2 separate regions of the Arachis hypogaea genome follow, and region 1 is linked to region 2. A link is a contact called in public Hi-C data. All regions are on one chromosome and are shown on one strand. Each heading gives the region's core, a stretch centred on a gene start, on an enhancer-like site or on the middle of the called end of the contact. The rest is flanking DNA. Distances are from core to core; before and after follow the strand shown. Region 1 holds the start of LOC112715552 (polyadenylate-binding protein RBP47). Region 2 holds the start of LOC112715549 (zinc finger protein ZOP1).

Region 1 (6,072 bases), core at 35-2,534, 210 kb after region 2:
ATTGAATCCATCAAAATCCAAAACCAAGCAACAAGCTTAAATTAAATCCAGAGAGAGAGAGAGAGAGAGAGAGAGAGAGAGAGAGTTATACCTCGCCGGTGTGAGCAAAGCAATTGACGAGGTAGTTCTCGTCCATCCAATGGTGAAGGTCGCCGAGCCAGATCGTCCTGATCTCTTCGCCGTTGGAGCCAGATTGCTGCTTCTGCTGGCCATGGTGGTTGTTGTGGTGCTGCTGCGGCGGTTGAGACGACGGCGGCGGAGTCTGCTGCTGCTTGAAATGATGCTGGTGGTGGTGGTGAGCGGTCGGCGGCGGCGGCGGAGGCTGGTAATGGTGAGGATGAACATACGGCATGTAATGCTGCGGGTACATCATCATCTGCTGCTGCATCATGGCCATGGCGGTTGCTGGATACTGCATGGCCATCCATTGCTGCTGATACTGATGCGGCTGCGCCCACTGCTGCTGACTCTGCTGCTGTCCATTCTGATTCAGATCCCCACCGTTCGTTGCTTGAGCCATTCAAATCAAACAGCTATAAACAATAAGTTTATATCTATCTATCTATCTATATATGTGTATATGGTTTGATTAGTGTTTCTCTGTCTCTCTCTCTCTCTATGAGTCTCTTGAATAGAAGATGTTAGAGAGAGAGAAAGAGAGAGGACTTTGGTCCAACCAGGGTGTAGAGACCAAAAACGAAGAAGAGGAGGGTTACGGTGGTAGTAGGGTTGGGTTTTAAATCAAGTAAATAACAACACGCGCACTTTCTTTGGGTTGGGTTTGGATCTGGAGGGAGAGAGAAAAGGAAAGAGAGAGAAAGAGGGGGGGGGGGTTTACGAGCGTTAACCTCGGTTATAACGTCCGTCTAAGCCGTCCGTGAAGATTGACAATTGTCTTGTGATGTGTGTGGGGTCCAGTAGAAAATAATCGACGGCTCTCGTTAAGTGGCTGCTATTTCTTTCTCTTCCTTCTGTTCTCCCACTTGCTGCTCTCCAAGTTACTCAGTTGTTGCGCACGTCAGTAGCTCGTAAGATGGATACGCTGGCAGTGGCACACATGAATGACCGTTACCTTTGTTTTAGGGTTATCACTTATCTATGATCTATGATCTATCTACCAGGATGAATCTTATTTTATTCTTGGATATTATTGGGTTGGGGGTGTTGATAAGAATACACGGGTGAAATCATATAATGATTTTTTATTATTATTTTTTAAATTATATCTACCCGGGTAAAAAATCTGTTTCCTTTCTCAGTTTCTCTTATCTTCTTTATTTTAACAAATCAATCCTAAATTTACTGAATTTTATTGTAATATTTCTATTTCTCCGGATGATATTTATTTTTATTTTAAGATTTCTTTAAAGTTTAAAGAAAGAAGGAATTTTTTATTTAAATTAAATAAATATAGAAATTACGAAAATGCATAAAATATAAAGTAATTACTTAAATACACAACGTATTACATCTCGAGTACTTAGATCCCGGTGACGTAATGACGATTCACGTATTCAAGGTGCACTCGAGATACGTGTTAAACAGAAAAACGAAAACTGAACATCCGAGATACGTGTAAACGTTGAACAAGGTTTTAGTATCCGAGATACACTCAAAAGCCTAATACGAGTCTCAGCACCCAAGATATGCTTCGAGACATATATAATGCCACAGTAGTCGAGATTTTCGTTCATTTGAATAATTTTTAGGAATTTTGTAACTTTATAACAGCTTAAGTTCGAGTTCCTGAAGTACATATGGCTCTCCGATAATATATTTGCGACAGAAATATCAACAGACTAAATGCGACTTGGCAGTTAGCACATAACTGGAGTTTTGGATTTTAAAGTTAATTTTTTTCCATTTTATTTTCAATAAATAATTAAGTTAGGTGTTTAGGTTTTATTAATTTAGTTAATGTGTCAGATATTTTGATTTTGTTAGTTAGAACTTCTATATTAACTTAGGTATGTATAGTATGTTATAATATTTTTATAATTAATTTTAACTTAAGTCAAATAAATATAATAGTGTGCTGAGGGAGATAATTAGCTGTCAGATAAGGAGGCTGAGTATGCATAGCTGGAGGATATATCGGAGGATCCTACGACAGCTACACATGTAGAAATTTTCTCATCGGGATTCTTTGCTGGGCATGAGACGGACATAGCCAGGACCCTCATCCCAGGTAGCTCCAGCACTGCTCATCACCAGGATGATAGAGTTGCCTGAGAGTAGACCCAGTTTGACATTGGCTTAGACGTTGAAATAAACATCGATGACATGTTTCCAGATTGTGGGTGTATCTGGGGATGCGATGGATCAGTACACAAATCGTGATTGAACTTAGAGAGACCATACCGACATACCTGGCTCATCGATAGGTCTAGGTATTCAGCACCACATTGAATATGATTTGGACTATATACAACTCATCCAATAGGCTATCAGATGCCATCATCACATCACCGGACTCTACTACCACCATCGCATCAATATGGATCAGCACCCATCATCGTATTACCAGGTTCCACCACCACCACCATATCCACCTATAACTGGATCAGTATCGCTTCCATCTCCACCACGTCCACACATGCATGGGGAAATACCACCACTAACATAGCAGACACCTTCCACTGTGAGCCACCCAATTGTTTTTCCTCGGCCAACAAGGTCTCCAAGAGTGACACGTCCTCATGGATGTGAGATGGGACACCACTTAGACCATCCTGGCGACCGGCATTAGTAGTTAGGCCATAGTTTATGTAGTATTACTATGTGTTTTTTTTATATAACTATACACGATGTTCTTAGATTATTGCTAGTACATGTTACTGATTTATCTCGGATATTGAGACCGTGTTCAGTATTTACACGCATCTTGGATGTTTAGTACCCTTTTCTATGCTTAACACGTATTTCGAGTGTATTCTGGATACGTTAGCCGTCGTTCCATCATAGAATGGAATTTGAGTATTTAAGATATGCTTATTTTTTAATTCCTCCTTCAATACTCAAGATGTGATACGCTGTACATTTAAGTAATTATTTTATATTTTATATATTTTTGTAATTTTTATATTTATTTAATTTAAATAAAAAATCTAAAAAAAATTATTACAAAATACTAGCTATTAAATTAACTACTATATATTATTATATTATTTTACAACAGGACTAGTATAATCCTAGGTATACTGAGCTAGCTTATTCGGATACTAATTTGCATATGTTTTTAATAATTTTTTAGAAAAATATCATATAATCACTCATAGGCAAATTAACTTTTAACGATTATTGATATTTGTCAATAATTTTATCATTCTATTTCATATCTTTATAATAATTATTATTATAATTTTTTTTATATTTTCGTGAGTCAATAATCAATAACCAATAATTCTAATTCTATAACGACTTACATTCTAACGTCCAGAGTGGCAAAGTATATTCTGATGCCAATTTGTATGTCTTTCTTTTCAATTATATTTTACAAAAGTATTATATAGTCAATTATACATAAATCAACATTTAATAATTAATTATGTTGGTATTTATTAATAATAGTAATATTTTTTATTGAGTATTTATTCAAATTAATCCCCAAAAAGTCCACATCAGACGTATTAATCTGTAATAATTTTTAATAGTTTCATAAGTCCTTAACAACCATTAACATTAGTCAAATTGGTCCCCATCAACTCGAGTCGTCAAATCCTAACAACATATCCCACGTAGCACGTTAATTAAATGAGTCAAATGTTAACTGACACGTAGGATCGATCGACGATAAATTGATCCCTGTCTTACAAAATACCAAAATGTAATCATTTTTAGAGACTAATCCGACTGATAATATAATTCATTGGGGACCAATACGTCTGACTATGTTCATTTTCTGTTATATTCTATCTTGTTCTATGTGATTGGTGAGTATAATTGTATTTTGTTCTTGGATATGGTAGGGATAGCATGAAACTAGATTTCTATGCTTAACTTATCGGCAAGTGCACCGAGTCGCATCAAGTAATACAACGGCGAATGGGTTATCATTTTCACGAGGATTAATGGATTAAGCAAGCAATGATTAATTGATTATTCTAGTTAGACGATTCAAATTTGGATAATGAACAATTGGTAATACAAGCTAAGATATAAATGACTTGATAAAGAAGTAAATGAAAGCAATAAATGACTTAAATGTAAATGACTAGACCTTAAATTGCAAGAATATAAATAAATAGAATGTAAATGGCAAGAATTAAGGTGAGTAGAAGCAATAGTAAAGTGCAAGGAAAAGAATCAATATAAATATATCAATTAAAGGCAATTCTAAAGTAAGGTAAGAAGATGATAATGGGAAGAACATTGGGGTAGAGAAATGTTGAGTCCTCATGATCAGTAGCTCTCATCTCCACTTCAGTCGTGCAATCATTAATCTCTTGACAAATTATAAGTAATTGAATTCCAATTCCTTGGTAATTCAATTTCTCTTGACTTGATCAATTGCTAATTCTTTTATCAATTGCACATGAGAAGAGATGAAACACATTCTTTGACTTATCACCACCCAATTTTTCAAGATCTAGATAGAATTGATTCAATGTCACTTATCAAATCCATATCCATAATCATGAGAATTGAGAGAAAGAGTTTTCAAGCTTGATTTTATAAATCCACTTTTCCAAGTGATCATAAAATCTAATTTAGATATAAATTATTTTCCGATAGATTTAGATCCTTGATGAAGAATGGAGACTCTTTCTAAAGAAACAAATGAAAGATGAATTGAAGTTGAAGAATTAGTCACATTAATGAATTGAAATCCAACATAGCTCTTTTCCCTCAATGAAGAGAGGATTAGCTACTCATAGCTCAAATAATTACAAAAATGGGTATGAAAATGTGAAAGAAGTAGAAAATTAAATAAGAATATGAAAGTTTTCCCCCAATGAAAAAATAATTTGGGAGTTTATACTAGTCTGACTATTCTGAAATTCAAATTATAATCAAATGTACTTCCTAACTAACTCTAACTAATGATCTTCCTTGCCCTTTTTGGATCCTGAGCCTTGTGAGTTATTGTGTTGATGGTTGTGAGCTTGATTAGTTGGGCTTGATTATCAACAGAATCGCCGGAATCAACTGGCTCTACTAAAGTAACTACTCGCTTTGGATCTACAACTTGAAGATATTCATATAGGCATAGGTAAAGGTAGATTAACAATTATTGCTATCTACTTTGATTATGCAGAGATATAATTCATGGCAAACCCTAAATAAATGGAACCCCAATCCCTTGGCAATTCAATTTCTCCTAACCTAATCAACCATCAATTTCTTGAATAATTAATTGTGCTAAGAGATTTTCCTTGAAAATGGATCTTCGCCATTCAATCTAATCAAATCTTGTCATTAATTCGAAAGCTCAGAATGATTTCCTTGGATCTTGGGCTGTATTGCAAGTAGATGGCATCAAACGCCAGTTTGATGGCGTCAAATTCCACTCCTAACATCAAATTGTGCAATCCTTTTGGCGAGTCTCGCGTTTAACGCACTACAAGAAAAAGGTCTATGGCCACACTTTTTTTTGTCACGCTTTAAAAGCGTGGCCAAAAGTGGTCAATGTCCATGCTTTTGTGAGGGTGGCGATTGAATAGAGATTTGGCCACATTTTTTTCTCTACGCTTCAAAATCGTGGCGAAAAGGGTCAATGGCCACACTTTTGTAAGGGTGGCAATTGATTAGAGAAACGGCCACGTTTTTTCTGCCACGCTTCAAAAGCGTGGCTAAAAGTAGTCAATGGCCACGCTTTGTTGAGGGTGGCTATTTAATAGAGATTTGACCACTTTTTTTTGCCACGCTTAAAAAGCATAGCCATAGAGAAAAACAGACACGCTTTAAAAGTGTGGTGACAGGATTTTCTTATACTGGCGTTTTAAAAGCGTGGCCGTTTTTTATAACTTTTTTGGCACGCTTTAAAAGCGTGGCCAAAAAAGTTCCCAAAAAAATTTTTAACTTTTCGTTTCTAACAAAACCCTTATTCCCCATTCCCCTAACCCTTAATCA
Region 2 (6,288 bases), core at 56-2,555:
ATTGAACACAAAGGTATAGAAAAACAAAGAGTATATACCCCATTTGATCTCCAAAATTCAAATCGTGCATCAATTAAATTCCTGACTTTTATAAATGACCGCAGACGTGAAATTGCCGCTGGAGGAGAGGAGCGGTGTCACAATAGCGCCGAAGCAGAGACATCTTCAGGGAGAAGGACACGGCGTGCAGTCGGACAAGAGGCCAAAGAGACTTCCAAGTTGAATTAGGGGTCACCGATGAAGACGATACTCTGATTTTTCAAATCGGGGGAGGCACGGTGATGGCCTTGCGTGGCAATGCCCATGCGACAACAACCATGACTTCAGGAGATGGTTAAGGGCACAGAGTGTGAGGATCGGTCTCGGTATCTTGCAACATGTGGTGAAGGAGTCTTCTGTGGCAATGTCTTCTTGGAATAAAGGGTGATGGAGAAGAAGAGAGGGGAGATGGAAACTCCAGGTCTCAGCAAGGATGAGGCAGGTTTCAGGTGGGTTCTCCTTGAACGACGTCGTTTTTATATTATTAGCATAAAGTCAGGAATTTAAGGGGTTATTAAGACGGAAGCACTATTAAGATGGCAGTTTACTCGAGAACAAATGGAGACTCACGTCTTTCAATTTAAGGGACGTAGTTGGACATTTATGAAAGTCAGGAATTTAATTAATATGCAATTTGAATTTCGGAGACCAAATAGAACATTTACTCAAAAAACAAAACATGTTTAATTGTTAGGATAAAACACAGAAGAAGAACAACTTGTAGACCCAAACTTAATAAAGTATTTTGGATTAGATCCTTATTTTTCCTTCATAATTCTGAATTTATTTTCTTCTACTTGTCCTTGTCCTTTCTCTTCACTCCCTCCTCCTTTGTTTTTGCTCTTTGTTACTTTACCTCTTCTACTTTTTTATCATTTTATACTTTTTCTATATTTTGATTTTCTCCTCTTTCATTTTTTTTTACTCTTCTTCCGCAGTATTCTTCTTTTTTCCTGTCTCTCTTTCTTTTCTCTTACATATGAAGAGAACATTGAAAATAAAAATAATTAAATTAAAAATATTGGCCTAATAATAAAAAATTGTAAGTTAGAAATTTTTTTATATTTTAATTAGAATTGATAATTTTCGTATTTGCCCATTCTAATTAGGAAAGACTATCTTAAAAGTTGAAACATATACTAAATAAAAATTCACATTATATTATATGGATTTTTTTTTTTTGGTTCACTACGGTTAAAGCCAAATTCAAATTCAAATTCGAATTCGAATGTAGTTGTTTGGTAGACACATGATATGTCAATTTTTTTTTTTTTTTTTGTCATCTATTACTCCATCATTGCCAAGGATCGATCCCAGATGAAAAATATTAAAAAACACTATATTTTGCCATTCAACTAAAGGCTCAGCGGCATATAATGTGCCACTTGAATCAGGCCTCCTACCCGTTGGCGGCTTATGATTCTTTTTTCATTTTGGTCAGACCTTTATGTTTTTTGGGCCTAGAAAACTCTCTTCCTGACTCTATTTTGGCACAGGCCCATTAAAGAATTTGCCGATGCAGTCGTTCGTTTCCGTCATTGCGGTGTCTCTCACGTCTCGGACCGAGTTTTCGAGCTCCTCTTCTTCGTTGTCAAGGTTTTGAAAGTTGAAGACATTTAGAGACGCCTAGTTTCAAAGTTCCAACCACTCCAAGCTTTTCAGAGCTTAACCTACATCTCCAAAATCTCTTCGTACCCTCCTATTCGGAACCCTAATTTACTGCCATGACGGAAGTAAATGCCCAATTTTTATTAATTTAATTTCTCTAATTATATTCCATGCTTTTAGCTTTCTCTATTTTTTCTTTTAAATTTACGTTCTATGTTCCCGCATTCAAAATTACCTTTCCCGTGTTAATTCTCAGTTGTGATACTAGATGCCAGCTTTGGTACCTAAAAGCCAAATTAATGTAATATTATTTTGGTTTTGTAAATTATAATAATTCACAGAAGTGTAGGTTGATGAAACTGTAAGCTGTGTCTATTTCACTACATTGTTAATATGATATGACTTCTGATTACTAATGTTGTCAAGTCAACAAATATTTTCAACCGAAGGTAGTTCTATTGTTTGCATTATATGATCCTGCTTCCTTCGTTAGAGAAGAATGCAAATATTAATGTGGATTATTGAGATGTGGTGATTTGTTCACTTTTATGATGTGTGTAAGTTAGACTTGTGAGTTGTAATGGATTTTGATTGGAGGCACTTTGTTATTGATTACATTTTATTTTTTTTGTTCTCAGTACTGGGTGAGCCAGGGTAACAAATGGTGTGACTTTTGTAAAATTTATATATCGAACAATCCTTCGAGCATTAGAAATCATGAGCTTGGTCAACGCCACAAAGACAATGTTGCCAAGAGGCTAGCTGTTATGCGAAAGGAGAATGCTACTAAGGAGAAAGAGCAGAAGGAAACAGCTCGCGCCCTTGAGCAAATTGAAGCGGTAAAATCTTTTTACACTTCTCTTATTGGTTAAAATGATGCTTACCTGGCTCTTTCGTCCATTGTTTCAAAAACCCTTTGAGTATATGCTAGCTTCTGATATAGAAGCGTATGATTTATTTCTGTGTATATGCCTTTTGTCTAGTTTCACTGGAAAGCTTGCTTGTGAATTAGTAATCATTACATTTGAAATAAATGGGATAGCACTTGTTGTGAAAAAGTTAAAAAAGAAAGATGATAAAATCACCTTAGTCGGTTGTTTAGTAATAAGAGTATATCAGATCCAGGGCTGTCCAATAGATAGATATTAGATGGGGTTAGAAAATTATATACAAAACCATTTTCATAACTTAGTTTTAATAGCTTGTCTACGACCATGATTTATGATAATAAACAGTATCTTATGTGATCCACATGACTAATGCATAACTCACAATTCCACATGTATACTATTGCTTATAGTCCAAATATAAGACCTGATTTCAGAACAGCCTTCAAATTCCAAAGGGACTATACAATTTTTGCAACTTCGGATTAGGAACTCAAAAATAGGTTGTACAGGATTTGAAAATATCTAGACAAGTGTTAATGTTTTATATGCATTTACACTCAGATTAGATGTATAACTTTTATTATATCTGTGTTCTCTTTTGCAGAAAGCACAGCGCAGCTATCAAAAGGATAAAGCAAAGTTTGAGGAAACCAGACAATCTCATGAATTGGATGACCAAGGTTGTAAGTATGAGTTTTTGTTTATTTATTTTCTTGATACATGTCTATTAATAATTAATTGGCTTAGTCTGATAGCATTCTGTAGGTATCCTAGAATTAACTCATAAATAAAAGATAAGAAAATAAAAACTGTTGAACATTTGCGATATCGAAAATTAGATATGTTTTCATGTCACACCAAGATCAATGAAATGCAAAAATTAGTCGAATAAAAAAAAAAAATAATTAACCTTTTTTCCCCTTAGAGAAATTTGGAACTGCTTTGCCTTTTCTCATATTGTGTATCGTTATTTATTCTGAGTTGAGATTTAAACAAAAATACATTTTTGCTGCTGTTACGGATCGATAAAATATCCACTTAGCTTTATATACTCAACTCATGTAACTATGCATTGCGACTTTCAAGCGTATTTTGTCATGCAATTCTATTTTATGCATACCTGATGTTGACTGCATAATTTGCAGAATGGCAGTTCGATGACAATTCAGGTTACTACTACCATAAAACAAATGGATTTTGCTATGATCCAAAATCAGGGTTTTACTATTCTGATGCTCTTGGTTTGGGCCTTATTCTTCTCCTTTTCTCATTTTACTATATGAACTATGAACTAATATTATATTGATTATTTGATTTCGTCTGTGATTAAGTGACATTACACACGATTTCTATAAGTGAATATCGTAGATTATTTAAAACCAAATGGTATCGTCTGCAATATCGCCTTCAATGTAATCTACACCTTTACTCAAAGAAATTTCAACAGGGAAGTGGGTGACTCAGGAAGAAGCATATGCCTCACCTCAGTTTTCGTCAAATGCTGGGATCAGTGGACCAAATTCAAAATCTTTGTCAACTTCACAATCAAAATTAGTCAAAGAAAAAACTGAAAATAAATCTCAAAATGGACCTTCACCAGGGCCAGTTGTTAGTTATTCTTTGAATTCCAAAAGAAATGTGAAAGGTACCCCTTCATCTCTTACTGTTGGTAAGAGGAAGAGACCTGAAGAGAAGTGCAAAGCTAAAGTTATCCCTGAAGAAGAGAAAGCAGCTCTTAAGGCAAGAGAAGCTGCAAGGAAAAGAGTAGAAGAGAGGGAAAAATCCTTGCTTGGTTTATACAGTAAACCTTACTAAGTTTGGAAAATTACGTTAACACCCTTCCTCTTCACCCTAATTTTGTGGGTTATACTTCCTTTGTCTTTTTCCGTTAAGGTAGATGTTGTAATTCTCCTTGTGATTGCACCTTGTAAAATGTGATTGCACCTTGTAAAATTAATATGTTTCATTTCTTTTATACTTGTATATATTTTTTGGCCATTTTGCATGCATATTAGTCTTGCTTATAATTTTTGATAGGGTCCATCTAGTGTACAGATGTGTTTTGGTACAGATTACAGATTTTTGTTTTTTATTGATTTAAAAGTGTATCACTAAAAGTGTTGCTTAAAGAAAAAGTGTTACCCTTAATCGTTAACTTGGCTCTGATACCAATTTTTAAAATCAACTCTTCATATTTTGTTTCGAATAAGTTTATAATTTGTATAGATTTGGTTAGTGGTACTTTATAATTTGTAATTTCATAATCAAAAGTATTGAGCATTTCTACTATTACTAATTCTGATTTCATTTTTATAGTTTTTCAATCTTGTTTTAGTTTATAATATTCTTTTTTGCATTGATTATTGTATATAAAATTTTTTATTTGTTTGTCTTTTTCTTTGATATAATTTTTCAAATCCTCCAAAACTTCTTTTATTTCTACACTTTTTGTTGTTTCTAAATGTCTTTTTAATTTTTCAACTTCATTCTCCATTTTTTTTTTCAACAGCTTTAATTCTTTTAAATCATAATATGGTGTTCCAGGCATTTATAAATTTTTTAAGTTTAACTCCAACTTGTTTATATTTGTTCTTATTTCTATCCTTTCTATTATAAGGTCATTAATTTCGAACTGAATATTATTTAATTCCCTTTTGTACTCCTTTATTTTACTTTTTAATTTTTTTCGCCCTTTTTCTTTTTATTTTGTTTTCTGGTCTTTCAATCTTTGTATACTTCATTATTTATCTTAGAATTTCTGCAAATTCTATCATCAATTCATCACTATTTTCTAGAGATTCTATTAATGTTTCTAACTCTTTAACTTCTCCTTTCAATTTGTCATAGATTATTTTTAGAGCTTCAAATGCTTTTTGATTTATTTCAGAAAACTGTAAATAATTCAATCGATTTTCTCTTTCAAAGAGCTCTTATTTCTTGTCTTGATAGGTTACATATATTTTCTCTTTATTTATTGTCATAACTTAGTGTTTAGGGTTTCATTTAATTTTTCGACCCTTTTTGTTAATTCTTTTATTTCAGAATTTTCTTCTTTAATTTTTAACTTAGATAAACTTAAAGGGCTATTAATTTTGGATTCTCTTATTTGAAAATTTGATGAAACTAATTTTCTTGATGGTTCTTTTAGTAAAAGAACTGGGTTTTCAATAGCTTTATATTTTGGTATTTCTGTTTTTACAATTTTCTGAAATAATTCATCGACATAAATTCTTTCTCTGTTTTTAAATATTATACTATAATGGCTATTTGTTAAAGCATAATTTATTGCATATGTAATGGTTCATCGTCTTGTTCCATTATATTTTTTCTGTGAAATTTATAAGCCAAGCTTATAGATCTTCCAAGATTTTCAGTTGATAAAGGTATAGCATATCCAAGATGGGCATTGAATTTAACATTTACGTTTGCCAAGTTTCCATGAACAATTCCAATTATTTGATCTATTGGGTCATCAGTAATTCTTTTGTCACAGATTGCTAAGCTTATTAGTGAATTAATTCCTTTCATATATGTAGATTTGATTAAGACTTGTATAGTACTAATATGAATCCATCCAATTTTAGATCTTTTTTGTTGATCCTTAATTTTCTCAATCTGTTTACTCAATTCTTCATCATTTATCAAAGCTATTTCAAGTTCTCCATTAGCATATTTTATCTTTATAGGGGCTTCAAGTTGAATTTTTCCATAGTATATTATATTTTTTCTATTAAAAACTTCTTTTAAAAGA

The links. A called contact is a pair of places that touch in the nucleus more often than the background predicts.
Region 1: a Hi-C map of leaf shows a contact between it and region 2, with 6 times the contacts expected there. The contact joins the promoter of LOC112715552 here to the promoter of LOC112715549 in region 2. A contact is called at or near these places in 3 of 8 Hi-C or Micro-C datasets (all in leaf).

What each region holds. Positions count from the first base shown.
Region 1 is chr10:34,038,663-34,044,734 of arahy.Tifrunner.gnm2.J5K5, forward strand. It overlaps LOC112715552 (polyadenylate-binding protein RBP47), which reads right to left and starts at 1,285. Exons shown (of 6, transcript XM_025767323.3): 1 at 92-1,285. The coding sequence starts at 520. It overlaps LOC112715553 (RING-box protein 1a-like), which reads left to right and starts at 5,864. Exons shown (of 9, transcript XM_072204820.1): 1 at 5,864-6,072.
Region 2 is chr10:33,831,073-33,837,360 of arahy.Tifrunner.gnm2.J5K5, forward strand. It overlaps LOC112715549 (zinc finger protein ZOP1), which reads left to right and starts at 1,306. Exons shown (of 5, transcript XM_025767319.2): 1 at 1,306-1,772; 2 at 2,286-2,486; 3 at 3,142-3,217; 4 at 3,683-3,778; 5 at 3,985-4,520. The coding sequence starts at 1,764. The coding sequence ends at 4,352.